3 separate regions of the Gossypium hirsutum genome follow, and all the other regions are linked to region 1. Evidence: chromatin contacts called from public Hi-C data. All regions are on one chromosome and are shown on one strand. The core of a region is the stretch at or near the end of the contact, and the rest is flanking DNA. Distances in the headings are between cores, read along the strand shown.

Region 1 (4,633 bases), core at 438-2,937:
AATATGCTTGGTTGATAAACCACAAAAGCTATATCAACAAAATTTAACTTCTGACAATAGTATAGGTTTCATTTAGTACCACAAAAACTAAAAGAGCATCTGTTAAATCACATGTTGAACATTGTTTGGTGATGCATCACAAGCATAAAAAGAAAAATAAAACAATGCATCATATTCATTCCATAGCTGCCTAAGTAAGAAAAATAAATTGATTTGGAATTAATTTACAATGAAATTTCTCTACAAATAAAATATATTCAAGCCATCAAAATTCTCAAATCTTTCCTTAAAATTTTGCCAAATCTAAGAGGCATTAGATGTTTCTCCATGCAATGTATTTAAAATCCAAGAAAGTAGATAGCATTATGTCACGTGTCGAGACTTTAGCTCTAGTCATGTCTGACCCTCAGCTCGATTCGTATGACAACAAGTCGATACTTACTTGAAGAGCTTTTGGCACACTTAACCTAAACAAGCAGAAGAAAAAGATGGGAAATGTGGAAGTGTTTATTATTCTCAAAAGCTAGTTTGTGTATACAAATGAGGGAGGGGAGGCTTTACTTATATAGGAAAACCCTTTTTGATTCGATGATTACAAATGATTACAATGGACATTCCAAATTACATTCTAGAATCTTCACACCTAATGTTATTAAATGATATACATGGGTGGATGATTTTAGAGTTTTATAATCTTCTATATGGCTCTACAAAGATTCGGTCCCTTCTTCGGACTTCTAGAATCTTTCAAGATATTTCGACAACCTCATAGCTCAAATTTCTCTTGTTTGCTCTGTTCTCGACTTGACAAGACCTTACTCACTCACGTATCATGATAAATGCTACTTCCTACTATGAGTAAAGCATCAGATCATAGGATTATTTCTCCCCACCAGGGTTTGTTGCCATCAACAAAACCCCATTTATTTCTAATTAGCAAATCAATCCTTATCAATCTATTCCACACATTATAATTCTCAAAACCCAGCAACTGTTACGGAATAAAGAATGTACTTGACGTATTAAAAAGGTGTAGATAGAGTGAATGGTTGAAACTAACAGCTACCATTGAAGAGCCACTGGTGATCTTTTGGTTCACTCAATATTGTGAACAAGAAAAAAGAAATTACAATAAAAATCTAGGAAATTGAACAAACAACAAAATGTTTTCAAGTCTTATCCAAGCTCCAATACCATGTCAAACACATCAATGATGGACGAAAACAATGAAAAACAAAGAGAAAATTGTTATAATTATCACTAATAATTTACTACTTATTAACTATTCAGCTAATTAACCACTTTAGCTAACTCACCATCATAACTACTACATTAATTAATTGACCACTCAACATCAATTTAGATTCTTTTAACATAAAATTATTACCAAGTAATGAAAAAAATTGAAGCCCCAATTCTAGAATATATTTTTATAATAATTTAATATTTTATTTTTGGTAAATCTTATAAAAAAAACAATAAATCCTTTTCTTATCAAAATGTATAATAAATATAATAATAATACACGTAATTTGTTATAATATATCAAAATTTTTAATAGATCCTTTATATGAAAAATATTTAATATATAAATCTAGCGTTCATCAAACTATTATATAAATTTACCAAAATGAAAAAAATTATTAGTGAAATTAAATACCGACTTACTAAAAAAATAAGTAGCAGCCTAGGGGTAAATGCAAGGGGCCAATCAACAACCGTTACCTTTAGATAAAGCCTTGACCATGATCCATATGAAACTGCTGGTTCTGAAGCAAGCACCAAAAAGAAAAGGTAACATTCATTTCAATGGCTGCTTTTGCTTCTTCTTCGTCCTCCTCTCTCCTCTTCTCATCTCCACCTACCAAGTTTCCTTCACCTTCTCTATATCCTCCTCTACGCTTGTCTCTTCCCACTTCTTCTTTTCTCTCTTCTTCTCTTTCACTTTCTCCTTCCTCCCATGCCTACCCCACCAGCTCTAGACGATACTCTGCTTCTTCTTTCACTATCAGGGCCTCTGCTGCAGAGAAGAAGAAGGTCCTTATAGTTAATACAAACAGTGGCGGCCATGCAGTTATCGGTTTCTACTTTGCCAAAGAGCTGCTGGGTTCTGGCCATGAGGTTACCATCTTCACTGTTGGAGAAGAGGGCTCTGATAAAATGAAGAAGCCCCCCTTCAACAGATTCTCTGTAAGATCAAATAGCAACCGCCTCCAGGCCTTGTTTTCTGGTTTTTGTAATCACTATTTTAATGTGGAATTTGAGAAATGTTTATAGGAAATTACGAGTGCTGGAGGGAAGACGGTGTGGGGAGACCCTGCAGATGTTGGCAAGGTTGTTGCAGGGGCAACCTTTGATGTGGTGTTGGATAACAATGGCAAGGACTTGGACACTGTCAGGTTTGTTACCATTAATTCCAAACAAACTCATCCTTCAGTTTATGCCACCTTCGTGCGCACATGTGTCCGTCTATATACCTGTTACCATAGTAATTGATTAAAATTGGAAACATCAAAGAAGAGTAACAATCATTAGGCTAAAGAAAAGGAAAAGTAAGAAATTGCATACCTGTATTTAATGTAGAGCGTTTCATTTTATGGCCAAAAAGGAAAAGGCAGATCATTCTAATTCCAGTCTTCTCAACATAGGCCGGTGGTAGATTGGGCAAAGAGCTCTGGAGTGAAGCAATTCTTGTTCATCAGTAGTGCGGGAATCTATAAGCCAACCGACGAGCCTCCTCATGTTGAAGGGGTATATGACAATATGTCATTATGTATATGTAATGCCTCAAGCATGAAAAATTTTACTGGATGCATAGTTTAAGCAAAATCTTGGCTATTGCAGGATGTTGTTAAAGCTGATGCCGGCCATGTTGGAGTCGAGAAATATGTTGCAGAAGTTTTCAGTAGCTGGGCTGTATTCCGGCCACAATACATGATTGGATCCGGAAACAACAAAGACTGCGAGGAGTGGTTCTTTGATCGTAAGTGAAGAAACATTTTGGACTTTGTTATCCGTAAAACTTCACTATCAGATAATGACATGGATGACATTTCTTATAATATATATAGGAATTGTTAGAAAGAGACCGGTGCCAATCCCAGGCTCAGGGATGCAACTTACAAACATCGCCCACGTTTGGGACTTGTCCTCTATGCTTACCCTAGCTGTTGAGAAGCCAGAAGCTGCATGTTGTAATATCTTCAATTGTGTGAGTGACCGGGCAGTGACTCTGGATGGAATGGCCAAATTGTGTGCTGCAGCTGCTGGCTTACCAGTTGAAATTGTTCATTATGATCCGAAAGCTATTGGAATCGATGCAAAGAAAGCTTTTCCTTTCCGTAATATGGTAAATATCATTATGATATCTTCGTCTTGAATCCACCGATTAGACAAATGCAAAGCTGATGTGAACTGTAGTATATAATCACCATTATCCTTCCTATGTGCAGCACTTTTACGCCGAACCAAGGGCTGCAAAGGACATACTGGGGTGGAAGAGCACCACAAATCTGCCAGAAGACTTGAAGGAGCGATTCGAGGAGTATGTGAAGATAGGGCGTGACAAGAAGCCTATGCAGTTTGAGATGGATGATAAGATACTAGGGTCCCTTAAAGTTCCAGTAGCTGTCTGATCGACCACTATCAAGTGTCATTTTAAACTCAGATCCACTCCATTCTGCAATACTTTATGAGGATGCATTTTTGTTTTCCTTCCCCTTCACCTCATTTCTGTGTTACATAATTCATTTCCTCTGATAATAAATAAAGCTTTTATCTTTCCATAATGCATTTCAAGACGGAACAAGCGTAGGATCATTTACCCTCCGCAAGGCATGCATTTATTAATATAAAGAAATCAGAAGAATAATTGAATAAAACCTACTACCATAATACAGTTACGTAATTGATAATCCAAGCAACTTGTCATCCCAAAGAAGTATTGGGTGGACGTACTTTGACGTCAGGATAAGGTCTCAATTGCAAAGCAGTAAAAGTGGCAAGCCCACAACAGAAAAAGGTAATTACAAACATAATTGAACAAGATGACAACACGAGCAAGATGGCATTAGGCAGGATGTCGTTCTGAATTATGCATTTGAAGGGGGGGGGTGGGGATTGCATGCTAAACCATTGAACAATGATATGATCTGGAACATAAGACTGCTGAATCCTAGTTCATTGCAGCTATAACTAAAGGAATGATAATAGACTGTCCAAGAAGTACATAGCTCAGTAAAAAGTTCAAACTAAATTCAGCTCCCTGCTAAATAATGCTACAACAATTCAGGATGTTTCAATTGACTGAGGAATTAAGCTTCACAAACCTGAACTACAATTGGATCTACCACACTAATGTTGCACAGCTATAGTACCTTATAATAAATCAAAATAGAAAATAGACAGGCTTTTCAGATGCCGCAAAAGCAGCTGGGATGCATAGCATATGACTACTCTCCTTGCTCGATCTTGAGATCCTTAAGCTTGGACTCCAATTCATTCCCTTCTTCTGCATTCTCCTCATCTTCGTCTTCATCCTCATAATCTTCTCCTTCTGGATCATTGTCCTCCAAAGAACCAAGCATGTCAGGGGAACTTTTAAACAATTCTTTAATCTCATCTATCCCTTCAT
Region 2 (4,356 bases), core at 246-2,745, 150 kb before region 1:
TATTTTCGCTTTCTTAAGCTCATCAAAGATTTTTCCAGCAGATTCAACCATATTTAGGGAGGCACAAACAGATAACAGCAGATTAAAAGTAACGATATCTGGTGAAGTGTTTTTCTTTAATTCCTTCACTATTGCAGGAACCTTCTCTAATTCCCCTTGTGAGATGCATAGAGAGATCATGTGATTGTAAGGAAGTGGGTTCCTGACAAAACCACATTCAGACATTTTCTCCATTAAAGCCTCAGCTTTAGCAGACAACTTGTTCTGGACATACGTATGGAGAAGAGCTGTGCAAGTGGCTTGACCTCTCATCTTCTCGGGAAGGTCTTCAAAGAACTTTTCCGCACTAGTTAATCCGTGGACTTTTGCAATCAAGTCCAAGTGAACGGCATAGTCACCAGGCAAAAGCTTGATATCTTGCTGCAATCTCATCCATTCACATATCTACTACAATAAAATAACCACGGTGATAGATATAAGGCCAACTATCAAATACAAACATTTCATTGCAAATTCTTCATACCCAGTTTCTATAGGCAACAATTATTCGATAAATGGGATTCATCTCACAATGGGGGAAAGGTGAAGAACAAAAAACAACTTTAGAAAACAATCTATTCTGGTTAACTAGAATACGAGCAGCAATTCACAATCAAACCTAGTTCCCAATTGAAATTAAGACTTTATTGCAACATCCCAATGCTATTAACTTCATAATTGTAGACAAATGGAGGGATTAATAAGAAAGTAAGAATGATACCTCGAGGGCGTGCTTATACCGCTTGAGCTTGCGAAGCTCTCGGACGATCTTATTGAGCTCGTACTTACGGACCGTATGTCCTTCCTCTAGCCATTTCCGTATCGTAACCACGGCGCTGCGTTTGGTATACACGAGCCCTATAAGCCTCCATCCCAGCGTCTCTCGTCCAACTCCACCGCCACCACAGTTTTTCGCAGCGCTTTTAGTAGTTGTTACTGCTTTCTCCGCCGCCGCCGCTTCTTCAGTCGAGAAAAAACGCGCGGCAAAGAGGGACGCCCGAACGTAGCGCCTCAACATTGTCAGAAATTTTTTTAGTAAGGGGAGAGGCTAACGATCAGGGTTTAGGGTTTATGAGAAAAATTAAGGGAACCAAATAAACGACACCGCCCTATAACAAATTAAACGGGGTTACTTTTACTAGAGGGCCCTAAGCTATGCGCCAGATTCTAAATTAGTCCCTAAGCTTTAAAACATTCTAATTAAGTAGTAACGTATCAATTAAGTCCTTTTGTAAGCTTTTGTATTAACTCGGACCTTAAAGTCCATGTCAAATTTTGTTCTGAACTGACATTTTAAGCTGAAAACTAGGATGAAGTTATACATTACCTATACTTTAATTAGGATATTTTAAAATTTAGGGATGAAATCAGACTGCTTTTGGGTATAGAAAAGCCCAGTGGGCTTAAAACATACCCAATAAAGAGGAGACAATTGTCCGTGAGAGAAGGCGAGTTCTAGTACACGCAAAACCGGCCCTACACTTGCTTCACACACCTTGAATAGAAATCTCCTTCGCTAATAATCGCCAATAGGTAGCCCCCCACTACTGTCCTACTATTCTCTCGCCTGTCTGATTTGAATCCTTCAACGCACCCACCCAATAGGGAAAAAAAGAGGACGAACACAAATTCCTTTTTACCAACAGCGTTCCAATGCCTAGTAGATCAGCAGCTGGTGTACGAACCGGCGTGAGAGTCGTCGTTTCCGGCGATCGTGGCACCGGTAAATCCAGCCTCATCTCAGCTGCAGCTTCTGATGCTTTCCCCGAATATGTTCCGGCGGTTCTTCCCCCAACTCGACTCCCCTCTGACTTCTATCCCGATGGCGTCCCCGTTACCATTGTTGACACTTCCTCAAGGTATTGGTTTGGAACTTTCTCGAATATCTATGTACGCCTATATTAGTTATTGTTTTTGTTGATCCGGCTATTCCAGAGTTTACTTTTTTTTTTAAATTAATTATGGTTTACCATTTTTTAGAACGTATTGATCTTCTATGTTTTTCTAGAATGATAAAAGAACTGTAATGTAAGAATTGCTATTTTGTTTAAGTAACGATTACATACTAGAAAGGCAAGCAGCTAATGTTAATTTAATGGCTTTAGAAGTTTGATGAGTTGTGGCTGCATACTGAATTGCTAATGCTTTGCCGTTGTTATTGACCTTTAGCATGGAGAGCAGAGTAAAGCTTATTGATGAGTTGAAGCGAGCTGATGCCGTGGTTTTAACATATGCTTGTGATCAGCCTATGACACTCAGTCGTCTGAGTAGCTTCTGGCTTCCCGAGCTTCGTAAATTAGAGGTTTGCATTGACATAATCCATTTGCATAATATATATTTTCTTGCTTACTCATTCAATGACATGCTTTTATTATTTTTATATGTTCTATCTGAATAGATCAAGGCGCCAGTGATTGTTGTTGGGTGCAAACTTGATTTACGAGATGAACGTCAGCCCATGAACTTGGAACAGGTCATGGCACCCATCATGCAGCAGTTCAGGGAGATCGAGACCTGTATAGAATGTTCCTCTGCTACTCTAATTCAGGTTTCTTTTTTTTGTCTTTTTTTTTTATTGTTCATATTTTCTAGGTTAACTTTACAATCATTTTTCAGTTGCTACTCTATCTATTTTTATGATGTTCTGGCATTAGCATTAGCAGTTCAACTTTTAACTGGTGGCTGTAGACTCTAGTGGGTATCGTGATTCAAGCCTCCACCATTCTTTTTTTCCTGTTGGAAAGTGTTTCCTATTTTATTATAATTTTGAGCAATTGGTAAATGTTATCTTTATGTTTGTTAAATCTCTTTACCATTTGTGTGTTTTAGTAACTACAGATTTGAGGGCTGAAATATAAGTTCTTTTTTTTTCTTTTTAAAATCTCCAGGTCCCTGATGTATTCTATTATGCTCAAAAGGCAGTTTTGCATCCAACAGCTCCACTATTTGATCAAGAGAAACAAACTCTGAAACCTCGATGTATTAGGGCTTTGAAACGGATATTTATGCTTTGTGACCATGATATGGATGGAGCCCTTAGTGATGCAGAGTTGAATGAGTTTCAGGTTTCTTTTTGTCCTTAACCATGGCTCTCTTAAAAAGTTGGAAAGTTTGACATGCTGTGCACTTATGAACAGGTTAAATGTTTTAATGCTCCATTACAACCTGCTGAGATTGTGGGTGTAAAGAGGGTGGTTCAAGAGAGGATAAGAGGAGGAGTAAGTGACCTTGGTCTTACTCTTGAAGGGTTCCTTTTTCTTCATGCTCTTTTTATAGAAAAAGGGCGTCTTGAGACAACTTGGGCTGTCTTGAGGAAGTTTGGATATAATGATGAGTTAAAGCTCAGGGATGATATTCTTCCAGTTCCAACCAAGCATGCCCCTGATCAGGTAGCTCTTATTTTTGATAGTAGACATGTCACATAACTAATATTTTTTCCAAATTGGCATTCAAGTTTATTGGTCTGCTTCTCCTTGTATATATATATTGGTTAAATTCCTAAGCAATTGATTAATCATATGTATGGTAATTGTTGTTTCGTTCTTTGTGGTTTTGAATAATGACTTGGTGATTGTTCTTCACCTGACATGTTAATGCTTGGTCCTAGTCCTGATTTAGCTTAATGATTTATTCTAAAGTATTAATCAGCTCTGTCATGCTTAATGGATCTCAGTATGAAGGAAATATGGAGCTTTAATGTTGCATGTATCACTAGTTCTGAAGTTTTAGGTAATTGTTGTTTGGTTCTTTGAGGTTGTGAATAATGACTTGGTGATTGTTCTTCACCTGACATGTTAATGCTTGGTCCTAGTCCTGATTTAGCTTAATGATTTATTCTAAAGTATTAATCAGCTCTGTCATGCTTAATGGATCTCAGTATGAAGGAAATATGGAGCTTTAATGTTGCATGTATCACTAGTTCTGAAGTTTTAGGTAATTGTTGTTTGGTTCTTTGAGGTTGTGAATAATGACTTGGTGATTGTTCTTCACCTGACATGTTAATGCTTGGTCCTAGTCCTGATTTAGCTTAATGATTTATTCTAAAGTATTAATCAGCTCTGTCATGCTTAATGGATCTCAGTATGAAGGAAATATGGAGCTTTAATGTTGCATGTATCACTAGTTCTGAAGTTTTAACTACTTTACTGCATCATTGATAAATCCCCCACCCCACCTGCCTTCCCTTTTCTGTATGTCCCAGTAACAAATTCTTTACTTGTTGAATAGTTGTACTTCCTATAATTTTATTATTCCTTTCATGACAACTTTTATGAGGATAGCAATATACTTACTCTTATACATCCTGTAGACTGTGGA
Region 3 (4,134 bases), core at 104-2,603, 220 kb after region 1:
TATAATTTTGCATTAGGTCAAGATGCATTATAAAATTGGCTGACATGAAAGTACAAAGCAAGATAAAACCAATCAAGCATGACCAAATTTAAAACAACTTGAAGCTCGGTGCACTGTAAATTATTTTTTTAAATAATACCAGAAACAAAACAAAATCCTTTTCGACTCAGCAATTACAAGTTAGTTTCAAAGGAAGATCTCCTACACAGAACTACAAGATGACCTAGCTCGTTAGCCAGTTACTTAACCTTCACCATTTGAACCAAAAATGTTTGTGCTCAGAAACTTGTATTAGTTTCATCATAAATATCAAATAACGAACCTTATAACTATCTTAGCAGTTCATATTACACAATGAATAAAGCATGGAGAAAATTTCTAAAAGGATGAAATATATATATTAAAGAATTTACTAGTCTGATCATTTCTAATCTTGCAATCAATCCTAAAATTTTATTAGAAAACTTACTACTTCTGTAATTTCTAGTCTTGTAACCAGCCCTTGCTACAGACTAGCTGCAGACAGAATTTACTCAAATCAATGAACAATAAACGTACTTACATCTTATCACTGATATCTTCCAAAAGGTTCATCAGTTTCTTAGCCAGCTGCTGCCTACGATATTCTGGCGCTACAGTGACTGCCGTTACATGGCCATGCCAAGACTCACCTTGCCCCTCAACTTTCCCCATAACTGCAACCAATTTCAAAGGAATAAAATCTAGATGCACCAATCCCAAAACAGCATTGCCAGTAAAAAGCATATCCCTATTCAAATCAAACCTTGAACGTGACCGATAAAATGTAATTCCAATTACTTATAGTAATAAACTAAATACATAAGGCAATGAACATCAGAAATAGAACCCAATTCTTTCTTTTCACAGTATGAGTGTTAAAATTCCAGTTACATAAATAAGAAAGAAGAAAAGAAAGCTTACTGTAACCCATTATTCGATTGCCGGGGCCTTCAGCTACATGAAAGTAATGGGGCCATCGAGCTAAATATGTCATGTAAAATGACATGTTAAACTGTAATAATAACACAATTATCATTGATGGAAACAATTTACAACTCGTCCAAGCATTTGCAAGTTAAAAAAAAGAAAGATAAACTAAAAGGCAAAAACTAAAAGGCAAGAGTTTTAAAGCTTACGGTTTCCGTTAAGTGGTCGAGATTGACGGATGCGAAACGAAGAAGATCATTGCAGCAAAATCGGCGTATAGTCGTCATCTCAATCTTCTTTGGCTGCCGGTAATGGAAGCTTAATGAAACGCAGGGCTACCAGAATGGTGGTTCAAACTTCAAAGGTCAATGATGCCATCGGCCGAAGAGATAAAGCAGGTCCTTTGGGATTATATTTGGGTTGGGCCATTAAAATTCACATTTTTTGGTTTGGACTTGAAAATTCCTTTTAGGCCTACTCGAGTCCATTTGAATATTGAAACGGTTAGTCAAGAACCTGAGAAAATGGCCGACCGTCGATCTTCCCTAACCGCCATTATCTTCAACGAAACTCAGATCAAGCCTCGGAGATGACCATAATCGATCCTAAATGGATCTTCTCAAAGAAGAGCTTCTCAAGAAACGGAAAAGTTTAGCTCAGGATACTGGCGGAAAGCGCGTATTCAAACGCTCCGAGATAGAACAAAAGCAAACCCAAAAGCTTCGCGAGCAAGAAAAACGCGAACTCGAAGCGAAATCTCACCGCCAATCCACTGCATCCCCCTCCAATGTCAGCGATACTTCCGCCAAACCTAACCCGTCCGCTCCCAGCACGGCATCCACAATTGCAACTTCCACCGCCGGTTCCTCCAAATCCCTCACCGATGAACAAAACATTGACAACCTCGACCTCCCAAGGCAAGAAGTCATCCGCCGCCTTCGCTTCCTCAAACAGCCTATTACGCTCTTCGGCGAAGATGACGCAGCTCGTCTCGAAAGGTTAAAATACGTCTTAAAAGCAGGTATTTTCGAGGTCGACAGCGACATGACCGACGGTCAAACCAATGACTTCTTAAGAGACATTGCCGAGCTGCGGAAGCGGCAGAAGACGGGGATTTTGAGCGATAGGAAGAGAAAGGATAGGGAAGAAGGGGAAGGAGGAGGAGAGGATAGGGAAGAAGAAGGGGGAGGAGGAGGAGGAGAGTTGAGTGGTGATGGTGGGTCCAGCGGAGTCGATATGGATAAGGATTTGAAGAGAATGAAGGTGAATTTCGATGAGCTGTGTGATGAAGATAAGATTCTGGTGTTTTTCAAGAGGTTGTTGAATGAGTGGAAACAGGAGCTGGATGAGATGGGTGAGGCTGAAAAGAGAACGGCAAAAGGGAAGTCCATGGTAGCCACGTTTAAGCAGTGCGCTCGTTACTTGAATCCATTGTTCAAGTTCTGTAGGAAGAAGGTAAACATATTTTCGCTGATTTGAATTATTGCATCTTCCTTCTTTTTCTCTATATGTTAACAAGTTAAATGATGGAGTACAGGTTTTGTAACTAAAGGAATTGAAATTTTACTTGACATACTAATGAAATCGGTAAGAATTAAGTTGTTAGACTAGCTGTTTGTTAAATCAAAATTAGAGGTATAGGACTTGTATTTGCTATTGAGAAGACTGCAATGTTGAGAGATATTCTGTGACTTCTGTTCCCTTAATCTGGGGGTCTAGAGATGGGCGAAGCTATAGAAATTAATGAGTTGAATTATTACTCTACTGCTATTCACATATATTCATGGTATCTTCGAGTTGGAATTCTAGTGATCAAAGTGTTATTGGTGTCTGAATGTCTGTTGCTTTCTCATCGCTTGTTTTGAGATTTATTCCCTTTGAACGCTCAAACAGTTGCTTGGTTAGGGGACAGAAATCATGATGATCCGTAATTTTTAATATTTTCTTAACAAGTGTTCCCTACTAAGTGACCACATCTACTGGTGTGATGTCAAATGATCAAAGGCTTCCTGTTTTCCCAAGCTAATGGGAGCATAGGTTCTCTTTCAGGTATGTGTAGGCTAGTGGAGGCTAAATCAGGAAGAATATTAATATTGTGTGCCTGCATGAGACTAAATGGATGGGCAAGAAAGTTAAATCCATTGGTAAATAGGGTTGCAAATTATGGTATAAAATTCAAGTTGAGATGGGAATAGGAATTGGATAGGTATAATTTAAGACTGCCCTTTATCTTTTGATCAGAAACATTCATTATAAGCACTGAACTGAATAACTAACTCAACCAACTTAACTAACTAGCTAACCAGAACTCACATATATACAAGGTGAGACTCAAACCTAGGATCACTAAGTTCTCTAGGCCTCTACCTTAGTCAGCCAAGGCTTCATTGGCTTAGACTGCCAGTTGGTTGATGAGGTTGTTGACATTAGGAGGACAATAGGATCTTGGCTTTAACTTATACTAGGTAGCAAAGACTTTAAAATTTAAATATTATCAGTACTTATGCACCTCCAATAGGCTTAGATGATTCTAGTAAGCTACGATTTTGGGAGGAGTAAGACAAAGCAGAGCAAGGAACTGCGAATTACTTGGATAAAGTGGACTTGGACAATTTTGCGACATTAAAGCTTGTCTGTTTGGCTTGGTTTATTAATTCCATGTAAAGAGTTATGAGACTGTTAATATGGTCAATAATTTCAAATAGCATTAAAGTGTAATGGTCAATGAAGTCTTCATGAAGATATTCAGGGGACTGTGTTGTATAGCCAATCATTGGTAAACCTGGAGTTCAGATGGATAGTAGATTCATCTTTATATCAAGGTTTTGTCAGCCTTGTTGCATGCTAAGTTGTTTACTGCCTGCATTCTGGTTAGATTTATAGTCAACCATGTCCTGCAGCATTTATCTTGGTGGTCTGCTCCCTGAGTCCCTGTTTGTGGTAAATAGAGTCACTGAACCTATAGTTTCTCTAACACAATTAAACAGGTTTAAGCTCCAAAAGTGCATACTGCTTCAGTATGATTCCATTCACGAGCATGACTCTCACCCTTTGCTGGATATTATGAAGTTAAGTCGCTTTCAAATATGAATTGATCCCCATGCTTTGAACTTGCATTATTGCCCCATACTAATTGTGTGAAATTGGTTTCTACAAAGCATTACAGTTCCTTATGGTTTTAGCAGT

What was found. A called contact is a pair of places that touch in the nucleus more often than the background predicts.
Region 2: a contact with region 1 is called in a Hi-C map of leaf, with 3 times the contacts expected there. The contact joins the promoter of LOC107951898 here to the promoter of LOC107951862 in region 1. A contact is called at or near these places in 5 of 34 Hi-C or Micro-C datasets (all in leaf).
Region 3: a contact with region 1 is called in a Hi-C map of leaf, with 2.7 times the contacts expected there. The contact joins the promoter of LOC107951806 here to the promoter of LOC107951862 in region 1. A contact is called at or near these places in 5 of 34 Hi-C or Micro-C datasets (all in leaf).

Annotation. Positions count from the first base shown.
Region 1 is chrA08:12,325,395-12,330,027 of Gossypium_hirsutum_v2.1, reverse strand. It overlaps LOC107951862 (chloroplast stem-loop binding protein of 41 kDa a, chloroplastic), which reads left to right and starts at 1,687. Exons shown (of 6, transcript XM_016887026.2): 1 at 1,687-2,190; 2 at 2,278-2,399; 3 at 2,649-2,751; 4 at 2,845-2,983; 5 at 3,072-3,349; 6 at 3,453-3,788. The coding sequence starts at 1,810. The coding sequence ends at 3,635. LOC107951837 (RAN GTPase-activating protein 1) reads right to left here. Exons shown (of 4, transcript XM_016887011.2): 4 at 4,148-4,633. The coding sequence ends at 4,452.
Region 2 is chrA08:12,472,968-12,477,323 of Gossypium_hirsutum_v2.1, reverse strand. It overlaps LOC107951898 (mitochondrial Rho GTPase 2), which reads left to right and starts at 1,495. Exons shown (of 14, transcript XM_016887094.2): 1 at 1,495-1,898; 2 at 2,209-2,341; 3 at 2,438-2,587; 4 at 2,928-3,104; 5 at 3,177-3,428; 6 at 4,349-4,356. The coding sequence starts at 1,693. It also overlaps the pseudogene LOC107893573.
Region 3 is chrA08:12,106,028-12,110,161 of Gossypium_hirsutum_v2.1, reverse strand. LOC107951806 (N-terminal acetyltransferase B complex catalytic subunit NAA20) reads right to left here and starts at 1,353. Exons shown (of 6, transcript XM_016886954.2): 1 at 1,158-1,353; 2 at 943-1,033; 3 at 563-695. The coding sequence starts at 1,235. It overlaps LOC107951791 (pre-mRNA-splicing factor 18), which reads left to right and starts at 1,558. Exons shown (of 3, transcript XR_005900141.1): 1 at 1,558-2,403.